Regions from separate parts of the Rattus norvegicus genome. Here region 1 is linked to region 2. Evidence: chromatin contacts called from public Hi-C data. All regions are on one chromosome and are shown on one strand. Each heading gives the region's core, a stretch centred on a gene start, on an enhancer-like site or on the middle of the called end of the contact. The rest is flanking DNA. Distances are from core to core; before and after follow the strand shown.

Evidence for each region. Hi-C and Micro-C count contacts between places; a contact is called where the count stands out from the background.
Region 1: a Hi-C map of mammary epithelial cells shows a contact between it and region 2, with 2.4 times the contacts expected there. The contact joins the enhancer-like site here to the promoter of Uvrag in region 2.

What each region holds. Positions count from the first base shown.
Region 1 is chr1:163,065,941-163,073,743 of GRCr8, reverse strand. No RefSeq gene overlaps it. Among named protein-coding and RNA genes, the nearest start is that of Serpinh1, 6.9 kb to the right of the region's middle. Within about 2 kb of position 3,408, at least 73 of the 93 cell types and tissues checked have an H3K27ac peak or open chromatin away from gene starts, as enhancers often do.
Region 2 is chr1:162,848,631-162,856,162 of GRCr8, reverse strand. Uvrag (UV radiation resistance associated) reads left to right here and starts at 1,815. Exons shown (of 15, transcript NM_001401542.1): 1 at 1,815-2,113. The coding sequence starts at 1,997. LOC120099889 (a long non-coding RNA gene) reads right to left here and starts at 2,526. Exons shown (of 4, transcript XR_010060697.1): 1 at 2,328-2,526; 2 at 1,156-1,385.

The DNA of each region.
Region 1 (7,803 bases), core at 2,159-4,658, 220 kb before region 2:
ACCATGATTGTTTGCAGAGGTAGGATCCTCCTCGTGAATGGATTGGCGAAATCAAGTTGAGCAGAGCTTTGACTTCTAGAAAGCTAGCCTTCTTGCTGCCCCTAGACCATGCCTCAGTTGCTCTGACCTTAGCTCCTCTGCTCTTGCACTTCCTGTGAAGGGATACTGGCCTCCTCCAGAAGGAGCTACCTGTGGGGTTGGGGGTTGGCTTCATTGGTGGTAAGAATAATGCCCGTGTCCTAACCCTTGGAACCAAGAAATATATCCTGTTTTGTAGCGAGGGGAGTTTACTTGTGTAGCTAAGTTAGGATTTTGAGAAGAGAGACCAGCACAGTCAGGTTCTTTACAAGAGGAAGTCAGACCCAGATAAGGAGATGACCGCAGGGATGCAGGTGTCCTAGGGAGAGGACCCAAGGCTGCTGGGATGATTTTGTTGTTTGTGTTTCAAGACAGGGTAGCTCTGTGTAGCCCTGGCTGTCCTGGAACTACTCTGTAGACCAGGCTAGCCTCCAACTCAGAGATCTGCTTGCCTCTGCCTCCCGAGTACTGAGACTAAAACCCCACCACCACCGGCTGTGATGCTGGTTCCGAAGGCTGAGGCAGAGGCTCAGAGCAGAACAGAACCATAGGGACTTTGGGACTGGAAAGGACAATGTGGTGGCTGATTTTATTATCAATTAGACTAGATTTGGAGTCACCTAGGAGATACATGAGTATTGTGGGCAGAATAATCTCATGGGCAGGAAACTTGGGCTTAGAAAAAGAGAGAAGAGAAAAGTGAGCTGAGCACAACCCCCTCCCTCTATTTATCCCTATCTCTCCTTCCCTCCCTCCCTCTCCTCCTCTCTTCCTTCCTCCCCACCTTTCTCCTTCCTGACTGTGAACACAGAACCAGCTGCCCCACACACCTGCTGCGATGACTTCACCACCGTAGTGGATTGTATCCCTCACATCACAACCAAAGGAAGCCCTTCCTTCCTTAAGTTGTCTTTCCTGGATTATTTTGTCATAGCATTAAGAAAAAAAATAACACATAAACACAGACAGACAGGCAGGCAGACAGACAGACAGACAGACAGACAGACACACACACACACACACACTCTCATGCCATGTTTAGCATTCCAATCTCTGGAACCATGAGAGTACAGCCACTTAAATTTGAGACAAACAGCCACAGGACAGGCAGATGGTATTTTGCTATTCGATGGCCAGTGTAACTCAAGATCTTTCTGTCTTCCTCCATTTGCCTGTGCTCCCTCCTAGTTTTGCTATATCGTGCTTGTTTCTCAGTTCACGACCAGCTCGGAGGCCCTGGAAGCAAAGGTCGGGTCCGCTCACTCTTCTCCAGGCCCTAGAACAGCGCCTGGTCCACAGGGCATCCTCAGAGCACATTTGCTACACTGTCAAGAAGAGAGAAGCAAACAAAGAACGTGCAGGGACGTGCTCATACTCAGTGCTCAGGGATGGGAGGCTTTCTGGCTGACTGGAAGGATTCCCCCATCCCAGACTCTGGAAGGGCAGACTCTGGAAGGGCAGAAGAGAGTATCTGAGCTGTTAGAAAGGAAGGGGAGAGCAAGGGAAGGGGGACGATGTGTCCTGGGACAGACATGCAGCTGCCCAGTTTATACACCATCTCACGCCAGTGGTTTGTTTCGTTTTCCTTTACTACGTTCCTCAAAGCAACTGGGAAACAGACAGACACCTTGGGTTTGGGTTGGGCATGATGGTGCATGCCAGCACTGTAGAAGCAGAGGCAGGTGGGTCTCTGTGAGCTCAGGCTAGCCTGGTCTACAAAGTGAGTTACCAGACAGTCGGGAATATATAGAGAAACCCTGTCTCAAGAAACAAAACAAAGCAAACAACCATAAACAAAACCCAAAACCTCAAAACCCTGTTGCTTGCTGCCAATCCTGACAGCCTGAGTTCCATCCCTGGGACCTACACGGTGGGAGGAGAGAACTGCCTCTTGCAAGTTATCCTCTGTCCTCCACAAGTGTGTCCTGGCACACATGAGTGAGTGCACACTTACACAAGTGTAAGTGCATGTGTGTGTGTGTGTGTGTGTGTGTGTGTGTGTGTGTGTGTGTGTGTAGGGGCGGGGAGACCATTATTCTTCTCACTTCATGGTGACCCTGAGGCTTGCATCAGTGATTTGAGAGGTGGGATCAGGAGGGGCATTCAGTACCTTTCTGGGAAGTGTGAGCCCTAAGGCATTCAAAGGCTCTGACTGCTCCTCAAAGCTTCCTCGGAACTCCATGTGGGTTCTGGACCCACCCTGAGCACTGATGTAGCCTTTGGACCCCTTGGCTGCTGAACAAGATCCCTCAGCCCCAGCTACTATGTATCCAGCTCTCCCTTCCTCATCTCCCAATACCTCAAAGGCTCTGCCTAGGGCCTGGGGAGAATCAACAAAGTAATGAACTTATAGACAGAGCCACGAAGAAGCCAACAGGAGCCTGCTGGTGCCCTCTGGTGTAACCCACAAACCCAAGCAGAGGCCTGATTTCAAAGCACAAGAGTCATTCCCCAGCTGCTAGAAGAAACAGTTCCTTTGAAGCCACACAGCAGGGAAGACACAAGGGGGGGGTGTGTGTACAGGAAAGCAGATGTCATGTGACACCTCTTTAAAACTGACAAGGTGACACCTTATATCCCAGCACCTGGGAAGTTGAGGCAGGGGGATCAGAAGTTCAAGGGTCATCCCTCAGCTATATAGCGAGTTTGAGGCCAGCTCAGAATACACGAAACCCTGTCTGAAAAAAAAATATACAAAAAGAGGAAAAGAGAGGAGGACCAAGTGGAGGAGGAGGGGGAGGAGGAAGTGTAGGAGGGGGAAGAGGGGGAATCCTGTTTTTTGTCTTGGTCTTCTTTCAAGGCTCAGACTGGTCCACGGTGCCCTTTGGAGCATCTCCCTCCCTTTCCTTCCTGGCTTCTGAGTTTTCTTTCATAACTCTTCCAGCAATGAAGATGTGGGTCCTAAGTCTCAGATGGGGACCTGCCCAAAGTCCCCCACACAAGAGGTGGCAGATGGCCCTGGCCTTGCTCCCTAGACTTCTCCTTTACCCTCCTTCTCAGCTGATCCAGCGAGTGCTGAGCCATGAGAAACAGCTGTAGTCCAGCATCAGCTGGGTCTCCTTCCCTATGGTGAACACACACACACACACACACACACACAGAGAGAGAGAGAGAGAGAGAGAGAGAGAGAGAGAGAGAGAGAGAGAGAGAGAGAGAGAGAGAGAGAGAGAGAGGCAAGGATCTGGGTGCTTCCATGAAAGGCGTGTTTCCCTCCTGAGTCAGAGCAATGGAGAACAGTCAGCCTTTGGGCCAGGCTGGGCTGCAGTCCCAGGCTCCAGCCTTCCTTGAGAGCCATTCCCCACCTCCCTGCTGGAACCGCTGGGCAGCGGCCAGCACAGCTGCATCCCCTCCACAGGGCCTGCAATGATAGGCCCACGTTGCATCAGCTTGGCCTGTCTCTGTGCAGCGCCGGTCCTGACAGCCAATAAAAGCCAGACGAGTGTACAGACCCCAGCCCTGGCCCACCCCACCCACCAAGGATCACTCAGGCAACCTGGTCCACCCACGGCCTTCTCAGCCCAGGAGGAGGAACAGGGGAAGCAACTGCTTTATACAGCATCCCACATGGTCTCCAGCCTCAGCCTCAGCTTCCTGCGCTCGGAGCCTTCTAGCCTTGTAGTTTGCCTTCCTGGGGATGATGGGAGCCCACTGCCTCCCACAGGGCTTCCTACCCAGTCTCCATCTCAGGGAAAGGACCACCTCCTCCCCGAGGAGGCCACATATTAGCAAGGCCTTTCTCCTTCATGGTTTCCAGGCCCAACCCACCACCACACATTCCCTAACTCTGCATTCTTGCCAGTCAAAGCTCTGGCCTCTTGCTCTGGGTTACTTCGTCTCCTTCTCTGTGACATCTCCCTGACCTTCTTCTCTCCATGCCTTAGCCTGGGCTGAGAGAAAAGCCAGCTCTGGCGGGAGGGACCTTTCGCCTCCACCAGGGCTGCAGTGAAGTAATTCTTTTCAAGGGGACTCCAAAGGCCAGAGGCTTCTCCAGCTTCCTCCCCGGACCTGTTTAGGCTAAAGCATGGCTTCCCATTGGCTGGTGTTGTTGGTTTTTAATTTACTTTATTGATGTTTTGAGGTGATTAAAAAGTACATGCTATTGAAAAAGCTCTGGAGCAGAGAAAAGGAGAAGAGGTGATACAGATTCGTCTCCAGAGAATACTTAAGTCACTTAAGAATACTACTGAGCCTTTCTCTGTGAATGCTATATACATTCATATATGTATATATCTATGTATGTATGCATGTATGTGTGTATGCATGTATGTATGTAATGTATGTATAGTTTATTAACTGCTTACAATAAAGATGTATTAAAAAGTAAACAAACTCACAAGGCTGGGTGTGGCAGTACATCATAATCCCAGCACCTGAGAGACAGAAAAAGGCAGATATCTGAGTTCAAGGCCAACCTTGTCTACATAATGAGTTCCAGACCAGACAGGGCTACATAGTGAGACCCTGTCTCAAAACAAACAAAAAGTAAACAAACTCAGATCTTTACCTAGCACAAAATACTTTCATAATCAACTGGAAATCAAACAGTAGCTGTAGTTAGCTTTGTTTGTGTGACGTATGAACATCTTTGCTGATAAAGCTCTGGACGTGGAATGTTCACAAGCACAGTTTTACAAACTTCCTATTTTTCGCCCACCAATCCACCAAGCTGTTGTTCTCAGCCCGGGCTTGAAGGGCTCTGCTCTGGTGCTGACATTGACAATACTCTCTGACTTTGTCTCCAGTTTGTTCGTTTGAGACAGGGTCTCACTATGGAGCCCAGTTGATCTGGAGCACACTATATAGAATAGTCTGGCTTTGAACTCACAGAGAGCTGCCTGCCTCTTTCTGACTCCTAGGTTCAAAAGCTTGCAACCCCATGCTCAATCTTTTTCTCCAATATTTAGCCACTACAAAAAAAGTCGTGGGTGAACATTTTTAAAAGTAAGTTCTGGGGCTGGAGAGATGGCTCAGTGGTTAAGAGCAGTGACTGCTCTCCCAGAGGTCCTGAGTTCAAATCCCAGCAACCACATGGTAGCTCACAACCATCTATAATGGGATCTGATGCCCTCTTTGGTGTATCTGAGGGCAGCGACAGTGTCCTCACATACATAAAATAAATAAATCTTTTTTAAAAAGTTCTAGATACATTTGCTATATGCAAAAATCTTTTCTACGAGATCAATTCCTAATAGTGAATTTTCCCCATCATTTCATATTTTCGAAGTCTATGGCTGGATAAAATATTAACACAGTCCCCAAATTCATGACCAGTGTGAGGTGAGGGTCTTGCCCATCACGCTTCACTGTCCATCCGCAGAGATGGCCGATGGGCCAGGTCGGTGTTTCTCAGTGACCTTCTAGGGCGGCCCCCATGCAGAAGCAAGGACGTGCTTTGTACCCTACTCTCTTGTGGGATGTGTCCACCCCCATCTGTGTAAAACCTTCCTTTCTTTGGTCTTCATTTCTGTCCTTCCCTTTCTCCTTTGCTAAGGACTAAACCAAGGGCCTTGGTAAGCGAGAGCTGTGCCACTGGGCTACAAACTCCAGCTGCAAATGTACTCATTTCCCCTCCAGTCAGGAGGGTGGACGAGCTTCCTTCTCTTTTCAAACAGGATCCTCTGATCCATCCAGGTGACGATGGGTAAGGATGTGGAGCTGAACTGCAGAGGTTAATGCTGTGATTCTTAACCTTTCAAATGCTGCCACCCTAATGTTGCGGTGACCCCCCAACCATAAAGTTATTTTACTGCTACTTCATAACTAATTTTGCTACTGTTACAAATCGTAATGTAGATATCTGATGTGTGGGATATCTGATACATGACTCCTGTGAAAGAGTCAACCAACCTCCTTCCCCTAAGGCATCCAGAACCACAGGTTGAGAACCACTGGGTTAGTGGTTCTCCCAGGTTAATAGGTGATCTGTGGAGGGACTGGATGGGGAATAGATGCACGCGCGCGCGCGCGCGCACACACACACACACACACACACACACACACACACACGCCATAAAACTTTTGTGAACGTTCAGACTGACAGAGCAAGAAAGGTCATTGGCAGTTCCTCAAGGGAGAGCAGGGTGACAGCCTGTAAGGGTGAGCAGGATGTGAGCTGGAGATCCTGACCTGGGTTTCCTTGACACAGCAGTGTAGCCAGTGAGAGAGACAGGGTCATGAGCACCTAGCCAGGCAGCAGCAGAGCCAGGATGAGACCCTTGTACTTGGTAACACTAGGATGCTTCCACCAGGCACATCGGGGAGTGGGGTGAGCACAGGTCATAGCTCCTTTTTGCATATCAGAGATGCTATGACAAGGAAGACAATTCTGTGGCCAACCTCGTCATCACTGTTATTCCAGGGAATGTACACCACTCAGGAGAAAGGAGGAGAAGGGAGAGAAGTGACAGGGCCATGTTGATCTCTGTGTCCAATCTTAAGAGTCCTGGCCTTTCCCCAAGTGGGAAGAGCTGGAAAAAGGCAAAGAGCCAGCCTATGTGCCCTCCAGCATTGCACACACACATGTATATCTCATGTAGTATATTTGGGTTTCCAGACAGTTACATGCAAATAGATGTGTGTGCCCAGACGTCTTGAATACTGTGTATATTGCATGGCCACGTTGACCCACATATGTCTCTGTGGCACCCAGTGGCCTTGGGCCCCTTGGGTACTGTGTCATAGGTGTGGGTGAGGGCACAAGAGTTCCTGATTCAGTGCAGATGGCTGGGAGTGGGGCCTGCTCTGGGAGGAGGGGAAGGGATCTTCCCGGTCTTCATCACCACTGCCACTCCTCCCCCACCACTTCTCTCTCCCTGGGGCAGCCTGCAGCCCAGCTCCCTTAGATGGAAGGCTCTAGCGTTCTTGGGAGGGTTAAAGATTGCAGAATTCCTGACTCACGCTTGGACTAAGAGCTCACTTGGCCTCCGGACAACTGTCACAGAGTGGTTGTCTGTAGGCCCTGCCTCCGAAGGCGGCTTCTTCAAGCCAAGGAAGGGGATTGCACATCCTCTTCCAAATAGAAACAGCCTGAGGGGACCATCCCAGGGTCTGGGACAAATGTTCTCTCCTTTGTCTCTGGCTCTGTGTCTTCCTTTCCTGTCTGCTGTGAGCCTTGCTGGAGCCTTTCACGGTCTCGTTTCCCCTAGGCTGCTTAAAATGGAAACATGTTCACAGTCTGGAAGAATCAGATAGGATTGAAAAGCCATGGGCAGTGTAGACACTTAAATGCCAGGCCAGTGTCTGATCTATGAAGGCAAAATCTGGTCACAGGGACCCAAAGAAGCAATTTCTACACTCTCTGGCCAATCTGGGCCCCACTTAAGGCAGGATCAGAAAGAGGGTGCTGGGGGTTGGGGATTTAGCTCAGTGGTAGAGCGCTAGCCTAGGAAGCGCAAGGCCCTGGGTTTGGTCCCCAGCTCCGGAAAAAAAGAAAAAGAAAAGAAAAGAATGAGGGTGCTGGAGTGGGGAAGGGCTCAGGGCATGGTCTCCAGCTCAGTTCCAGTGCAGACATGCTTTGATACCCAAGGCAATACCCCTCCCCCCCCCGTGGGACTCAGTTTCCCTTTCTGGCAAGTGTGGATGGAGTGGACTGGAAGGAGTTCTGGTTCCCATTGCCATGCTCCTGGACCTTGAGGACACCGAGCTGGACTCCTGTCCTTGGGCAGGCCAGGGTGGCGGGAGCAGAGTGGCAGACACTAGAGAAATCCAGGCATGAAACGCAGGAGA
Region 2 (7,532 bases), core at 566-3,065:
CACACACAAGCATGTGCACATACTTTGTTTGTTGAGAGAGGGTTTCTCTGTGTAGCCCTGGCTGTCCTGGAATTCACTCTGTAGACCAGGCTGGCATTGAACACAGAGATCCACTTGCCTCTGCCTCCAAGTGATGGGAGTCCACCATGCCCAGCTACACATCATTTTTTTTTAAACAGTGCTAGGGACTGAACCCAAGTTCTTGTGAATACTTGACATCTATTCAGTCATTGAGCTATATATACACACTCTCCCACTCAGTAAAAGATTTTAAGTCCATCTATTATATGCTGGGGTCTTCATATATTGGCCCACCTATCCCCCACAATGACACCAGTACTATTCAACACATGGCTAGACAGTGGGGAACTGGCCTGCTCAGCGATCAAACTAGAAGGTAGCAGTCAGAATCCCCAACTGCCTGCTTCCTGTTTTGTCTGCCTCTCTGAACACTGTGTTCTTTCAGGTATAACAGTCCAGGTGGTGGAGAAATTCACACTCTATGAGGACAGGGGAATCAATATCCTGCGAAATGACTCAGTGCTACTTATAGAAGCAATGGCTAAAGCTGCTATTATGGTCAAGAAGTCTTCAGGGAAGGGAGAGCATTTGAGCTGTACCTTCATATTCATATCTCCATTCGCTGCTAGCAGCGGAGATCCGGAGATGAATCAGACAAGGTCCTTTGCTTGAGGAATTCACGTGTGAGTGTTTGAATTCGGGGAGGCAAAGTGGCTGCTGTATGTGTTAAATGCCTATTAAAAGACAATGTGGAGGCTGGTGTGGTGGCACACTCCTGTAATCCCAGCACCTGGGGAGCCAAGGCGGACTGAGCTACTACATGGTGGGTAGCAGGTCAGCCATGTCTCATCCCCCCGCCCCACCCCGCCCGGCCGCCCCACTGCCCCACAAAGCAAGTAAACAAACAATGACAACACAATAGAATAAGCAGGTCTGTGGTAAAGGCAAGTTTCCTAATTCAGAGTCCCAGAGAAGTCTTTTGGAAGAAAGAACTCCTGCCGTAGCTGAAATATGATGGCTAAGCAAGCGTTAGTCACAAAGCAGTAAAGGCTTTCTAGGCAGAGCATAAGCAATCCACCCGCAGAGGTGAGATAGTCTCTTGACTGGCTGGCACAGTTTGTTGGCTAAGCTTACTAGTTATAGAAGCTAGAAGGGGTGTGGACTTGCAGGTCTGTGTGGGTCTCTGAAGAGCTGGTGGACTGTCCGATGGACCTCTGGTCTCAGAGATCGCTGCTCAGTGGCGGTTTCCCCTCTCAGTCTTAAAGCACGGCTTTTTTGGACGAGGATGAGAACACTTCGGGAAGACAGACCATCCATCTCGACTCAGCTGGTGCCAAGGCGGTCTCCGCCCTCCAATGGAGGCTCTGTTACCATAGCAACTAGGTTAGGGCGGAAGTGGCTTAGAAGACTGACTCTCACTAATCAGGTGACTTGCCAGACTTCTGCACGTGACACGAGCTCCCAGGCGCGCGCTCTACCTAATCAAGACGCCGTCCCTGTTTCACCGACAACTGACAGCGCTCTAGAGCAATAGCCCACGAGGCTCCCCTAAGAGACCCCACCCCTCAATAGTGAAAGGGCCAATTAGGCTGAGCCAAAGAGAAGTTACGCCTCAAGTTTCGCCCGGTTTTGACAGACGCAATTGAGGCCATCCTAGAGTCCCTCCGCCCCTAGCCTTTGCGGCCGACGACGGACGGGCCCGCTGCCCAATAGTACGTCCCTTGGCCGCTGCCGGATCCCGCCCTCTCAGGGACGGAACCAATGAGGACGCCAGCTCTGGGCCGGGTGGAGGGGTTGCACTGCGGTAATATGGCTCTTCCTTAGCTAGCGGCGGTGGCCAGAGCGGGTGCGGAGCTGCCGGGGCTCCCGGGTGCCTCGTTTCTAGGCTGTAGGGGCTCGGCGAATCACAGCTCGGGAGGCGGCGGCCGATGCGTGAGGACTGCCCACCCGGCCGCTCGGCGGCCCAGGGGTCCAGATGAGCTCCTGCGCCTCGCTCGGGGGCCCGGTGCCCCTGCCACCCCCGGGCCCGTCCGCCGCGCTGACACCGGGTGCCCCCACGCGGGCCCTGCATGTGGAGCTGCCGTCTCAGCAGGTGAGCGGGCCGCGAGCCGGGGGGCGGAGATGGCGGGGCTCGCGGGGCTGAAGAGGGCTGACAGGGAGAGGACCCCCACCCCCCCACCCCGGCCGTTCCCGCGCTCAGACCCCCGCATCCCTTCAGGAAGGCGCCGGGGAACCCTGCGCCTCGCCGTCCGCCGCCGCGCTTTCCCTTTCGCTCCCGCGCCGAGGAGTCGGTTTTCTGTACTTACTCCTATCGTTTTTGGGGTGCTTTCTTCTGCTCCTCCTGAGGAAGGTATTTGGGACGTCAGGGTTTCCTTTCAAATCTTAGATCCTCATGGCACACTGGAAGGAGGATTTGAAGTATATATTTCTATTTTGGATCTCGTGTGTGTGTGTGTGTGTGTGTGTGTGTGTGTGTGTGTGTGTGTGTGTGTGTGTGTATGAGGACAAGAGAACACTGACTTTGGGGATCTGACAAAATTCTTGGCAACACCCGCCTATCAGTACATCTTCCACTGCCCTCCCTCAGTCCCTCAGGGGAGACTCTGCAGGAACCTTAGCTTTGAAGAGGACTTGGAGAAACTGTCAGTCATGGAGAGGTTACCAATCTGGGTCTGTGCAAAGTGATCATTGAATCGTCATAACTCCATGAGATAACTGTTTTTATTGTCCCACTTTTTCAGTTCTAGGAACAAGCTTGCCTATTGCTATTGCTTCTCTATTAGTATTTCTGGTGGGGCTGGATTTCCAAATACAGAGTCCGGCTCCAGCTTGTGCATCAGCAGCAATAGTTTGCTTTAGACTTGAGCAGCTGCTCCTCCACGGTCCGCAGGACAGAGCAACCTCCCTCAGACCCTTCCTGTAACTTTCCATCTTTGCCAGAGACAGGAAGGAGCCACACCGGAGCGCAGAGGCTGTGGGAGAGAGGGCCAGGCTCGGAGTGGATAGGAATGTAAAGGAAAGAGCGATGTTGTCCCCTCATCCCCACCCCCCAACCCGGTGCCCTATGAGTAGGGAAGCAGCATTAACTGGGGAAGCAAGACTCTGTGACAGGAGAATATTTAAAAGATCAGAAGGCATGTGCCCTGGTTTTGTAGTGCCATAGGAGAAGGAGTTTATGGAGAATATTAGGAGCTGGAAGGGCGTGAGGCTTGTATTGAATTTCGAGGTCGCAGGAGAGGATGAGAGGGTGGAGGATGAGAGGGTGGCTGGGAGAGCAGTTGTGGATTGGGCATTAATGTGAATTTTTGTATGTGTGGGAGGTGGAGTGTGAGGGCCTGCTGGGAGAAGCAGTAGTGAGCACTGTTAGAAGCAGCCAGGAGAAATCAGGAATCTAGATGGGCATAGTTTAGGGGAGCTTTGAAAACAAGTCGGGTTGGAGAAGAGGATGCATCATTTCCTGACTAGAGCCTGTTCTAGTAATAACGGTTCAGTTTAAAACTAGGAGAAATAATTCAGGCGCACTGCCCGTGAACTCAATTCAACTCCATTTGTCAGTGTTTGTGGAGTTTCTGGATTGGTGTATAGTGTCCTAAGTGTGCAGCTGGATGTTGTGTGAGAACTTGGCATGCTATTTACAGTTTTTTTCTGGGAGCGTCATCCTTGAACTGTGAGGCAGCCTATGTAACAAAACACATTCCTTCTGTAGTTGATATTAATTCTTCTCTCTAGACCAAAATGCACAAGTTTGGGGAAACAAATATATTTTAAAATAAGCATTTTGTTGATTAACATTAATTTACACCATAATACAAGTCCAGTATTGGCCTTCTTCCCTATCTGCTTCTAGAAAAGATTTGGGTTTTCCCAAGAAGGCCCACAAAATTGTGTATAAGATGTGTAGTTTGTCTTTTTAAAATTAAATATTATTATTATTATTATTTTTTTTTTCGGAGCTGGGGACCGAACCCAGGGCCTTGCGCTTGCTAGGCAAGAGCTCTACCACTGAGCTAAATCCCCAAAACCTATTATTATTATTATTATTATTATTATTATTATTATTATTATTATTATTATTTAATCATGGTTTCATTTTATAGCCCTTGATTATCTTGGAGCTCACTATGTAGACTAGGCTGGCCTTGAACTTATAAACTTGCCTATGCTTCCTAAGCTTCTAGGAGTTTTGCATAACTACACCTGGCTGGAACTACTGGCATGTGCCTCCATGCCCTGGTTAGTTTGCCTTATTTTAATTTACATACCTAACCCGGAACCTTTCTTTTCATGGTTGACTACTAGCTATGGTCTACCCACTCCTTCAGTGTGACCGGTACTTCAAATCTTTAGTCGCCTGTTTCTAGGTCTTCTCTGTTTAACTGTTGTTTAATCAAGAAGTCATCATATACTCTGAAGTTGTGCTGCTCGTTCATTATTGGTTGGTATTTGTCATTATTTAGTGAGTCAGTACAGGCTCATCCAAGAGGAGCATGCTGAACTCCCTTGGATTTAGGAATCTCAAGATAAAACATTTATCTAGTTTTTATTGTGGTAGAGACATTTACCATGTCATTAATATTAAGCTTAACTGAGAATTTCCTCCTCCAAAACCTCCTAACCGCATTCTCAGATACTTGGAATGCAGACATTTTTAGAAGTTTTTAGTGATTATGTTGTTCTCCTTCTTGGAGGTCACACGTTCCTTTAAGAATTTATCAAAAAGGGGCTGGAGAGAAGGATCAGCAGCTAAGAGCGCTGGCTGCTCTTCCAGAGGACTGGAGTTCAATTCTGAGTACCCACACAGCAGCTCACAGCTGACTGTAACCTCAGTTCTAGGGGACTGGCACCCTCACACAGACATACATTCAAGCAAAATACAAATGCACACACAAAAAAAAATTAAAAAAAAAGAAAATAAAACATTAAAAAAAGGTTTTGTAATAGGAACTTTTAGAAAACTCACCTACAAGTACACAAGAACACTTAATCTCGCACGAGGCTTTGATTTCTTTGATGTTAAATTGAAGACCTCTTATTGAGTGTTCCTGACTTGGCTAATCCTTTTCATTTTAAAAAAATGACAAAGGTTAGCCATTAGACTTTCTCTTAGACTTCCAGATATATGTTCATCGTCTACCCTTTTCATCTGTCTGTGTATGTATGTGTGCTTGTGTGTATTGGCTGCACATGTGTGTGGAGGGCAGTGGACACCTTCTCTGTCATCCCTGAGACACTGCCTACCCCATTTTTTGGAGACAGGTCTTAGTGCACATTGCTCTGGAACTCCTGTCTGAGCTTCCTGAGTGCTAGGATTGCAGGTGTGTGCCATCCCGCCTGCCAAACACACATGCAGGCGCACACACACACACACACACACACACACACACACACACACACACACACACGCGCGCGCTGTGACTCTCCCTGTTGAAGGGCTTATGGACTATTTCCAGCAAATCTCTGTTCCACTGCACTGGGTGGCTATGTGGAAGGATCTCTGTATACATGTGATGTTCTGTAGGATAAAGATAGAACAGTGAAAACACAAGATAGGCAGTGTGTTGGTGTGTTTATTTATTTGAGACAGGGTATTTCTACATAGTCCTGGCTGGCCTGGAACTGACTAAATAGGTTGGTCGCTAACTCTGCTTGTCTCTGCTGCTAGAATTAAAAGTGGGTACTACTACTCCCTGCGTCTGTGTGTGTTTATGTATTTAAAATCATAAGGGCCTTCCTATTTACAGTGGTACCATTATAACAGAGCCTACTTCTCTACATTTTTTGCCAGGTTTGGTCATTGTTTTCTAACCTGATTTTATTTGATTCAGAGGACATATGTGTGCAGTGCATACATACACACAGTGTATACACATGTCTGTATTTGTTATTTAAACGTGCATTTCTTTAGATTGTATATATATAAAATTTTCATATATACACATACATATATATACATATATATATATATATATTTATATTTCCCCCTACTACCCAAGATAGGGTTTCTCAATGTAGCCCTGGCTGTCCTGGAACTCACTCTGTACACCAAGCTGGCCTCAAACTCATAGAGATCCCCCTGCCTCCGTCTCCCAAGTGTTGGAATTAAAGGTGTGCATCACCACTGCCTGGCTAATATTTTAAAAGCTTCGCTCACTGCTGATTGGACAGTATATGAAGCACATGGTCTCAGCTTTCCTGCCCAACCTTAGAACGTTAGTGTCATCACATGTTTTATTGCTACTTTAATTTCTTCCGAGAAGCAATTTTTGTGTTTTTAAAATTCACTTTTCTAATTGTGCTCAATTTTTATAGTCTTGAAGAATCTTTTTTTCTTGTCTTTTTTTTTTGTTGTTGTTGTTGTTTGTTTTTGAGAGAAGTGGGTTTGGAGCTATTATTATTATTATTATTATTATTATTGTTGTTGTTGTTGTTGTTGTTAAATTTATCTGTGTGTATGTGCTCCTGTTTCTGTGTTAGTTAGGGAGCATAGCACTAGGAGGTCATAGGACAGCCTCAGGTGTGGCTTCTGCCTTATTTGAGAAGGAAAATCTTGTTTTTTCTGTGGCATATGCCAAGCTTGCTGGCCTGTAAGCTTCAAAGAGTCTCCTATGTCCATTTCTATAGGAGTTTCTGGATTACAGGCACATGAGTTCCCTAGCCTGGCTTTAAGTGACTTCTAGGGATCTGAACTTAATTCCTCTCAACATTCAGGGCAATGCTTGCCCACTGAGCCATCTCTCCTGGTTACTATCATCATCATCATCATCATCACCATCATCATCATCATATCATCATCACCACCACCACCATCATTATCATCATCATCATCACCACCACCACCACCACCACCATCATCATCATCATCATCATCATCATCATTATTATCATGGGATTGAACGGAGGACCTAGCACAAGCTAGGGAAGTCCTCTCTCTTCTTCTACTGAGTTACAGCTTCAACCTTTTACCACTCTTTTAGACAAGGTCTCATTGTATAGCCCTGGTTGGCCTGGAACTCACAGAGACCTACCTGTTTCTGTTTCCCCAGTGCTGGCATTACAGGTGTGTACCACACACCTGGTCGTTTGGTTTTGTTGTTGTTTGTTTTGAAACAAGGTGTCACTAAATTGCTCATGCTGGCCTTGAACTTAAAAAAATGTATATTATAGATTTATTTATTTTTTTTATCCACATGAGTATGTTTCCTGAATGTATAGACATGCATCAAATGTGCGTCTGGTGTTTGCAGAGTATAGAGGGGGGTGTCAGCTGCCCTGGAACTGGAATTACAGTTGATTGTGAGCTGCCAGGTGGTGGTAGGAATTGCACCCGAGGCTTCTGTAAGAAGTAAATTCTCTTAACAGAGCCATCTATCTATTTTTATTATTAAAATTGTGTCCATTTTAATAATTTTCTTTAAGTGTGGAATTCAGTGCCATCAAGAACATCTTGGAAATGCTTGGAACTTTTTCACCAGCCCGAGAAGAACCCGCACACATAATAAACAGCTCTCCAT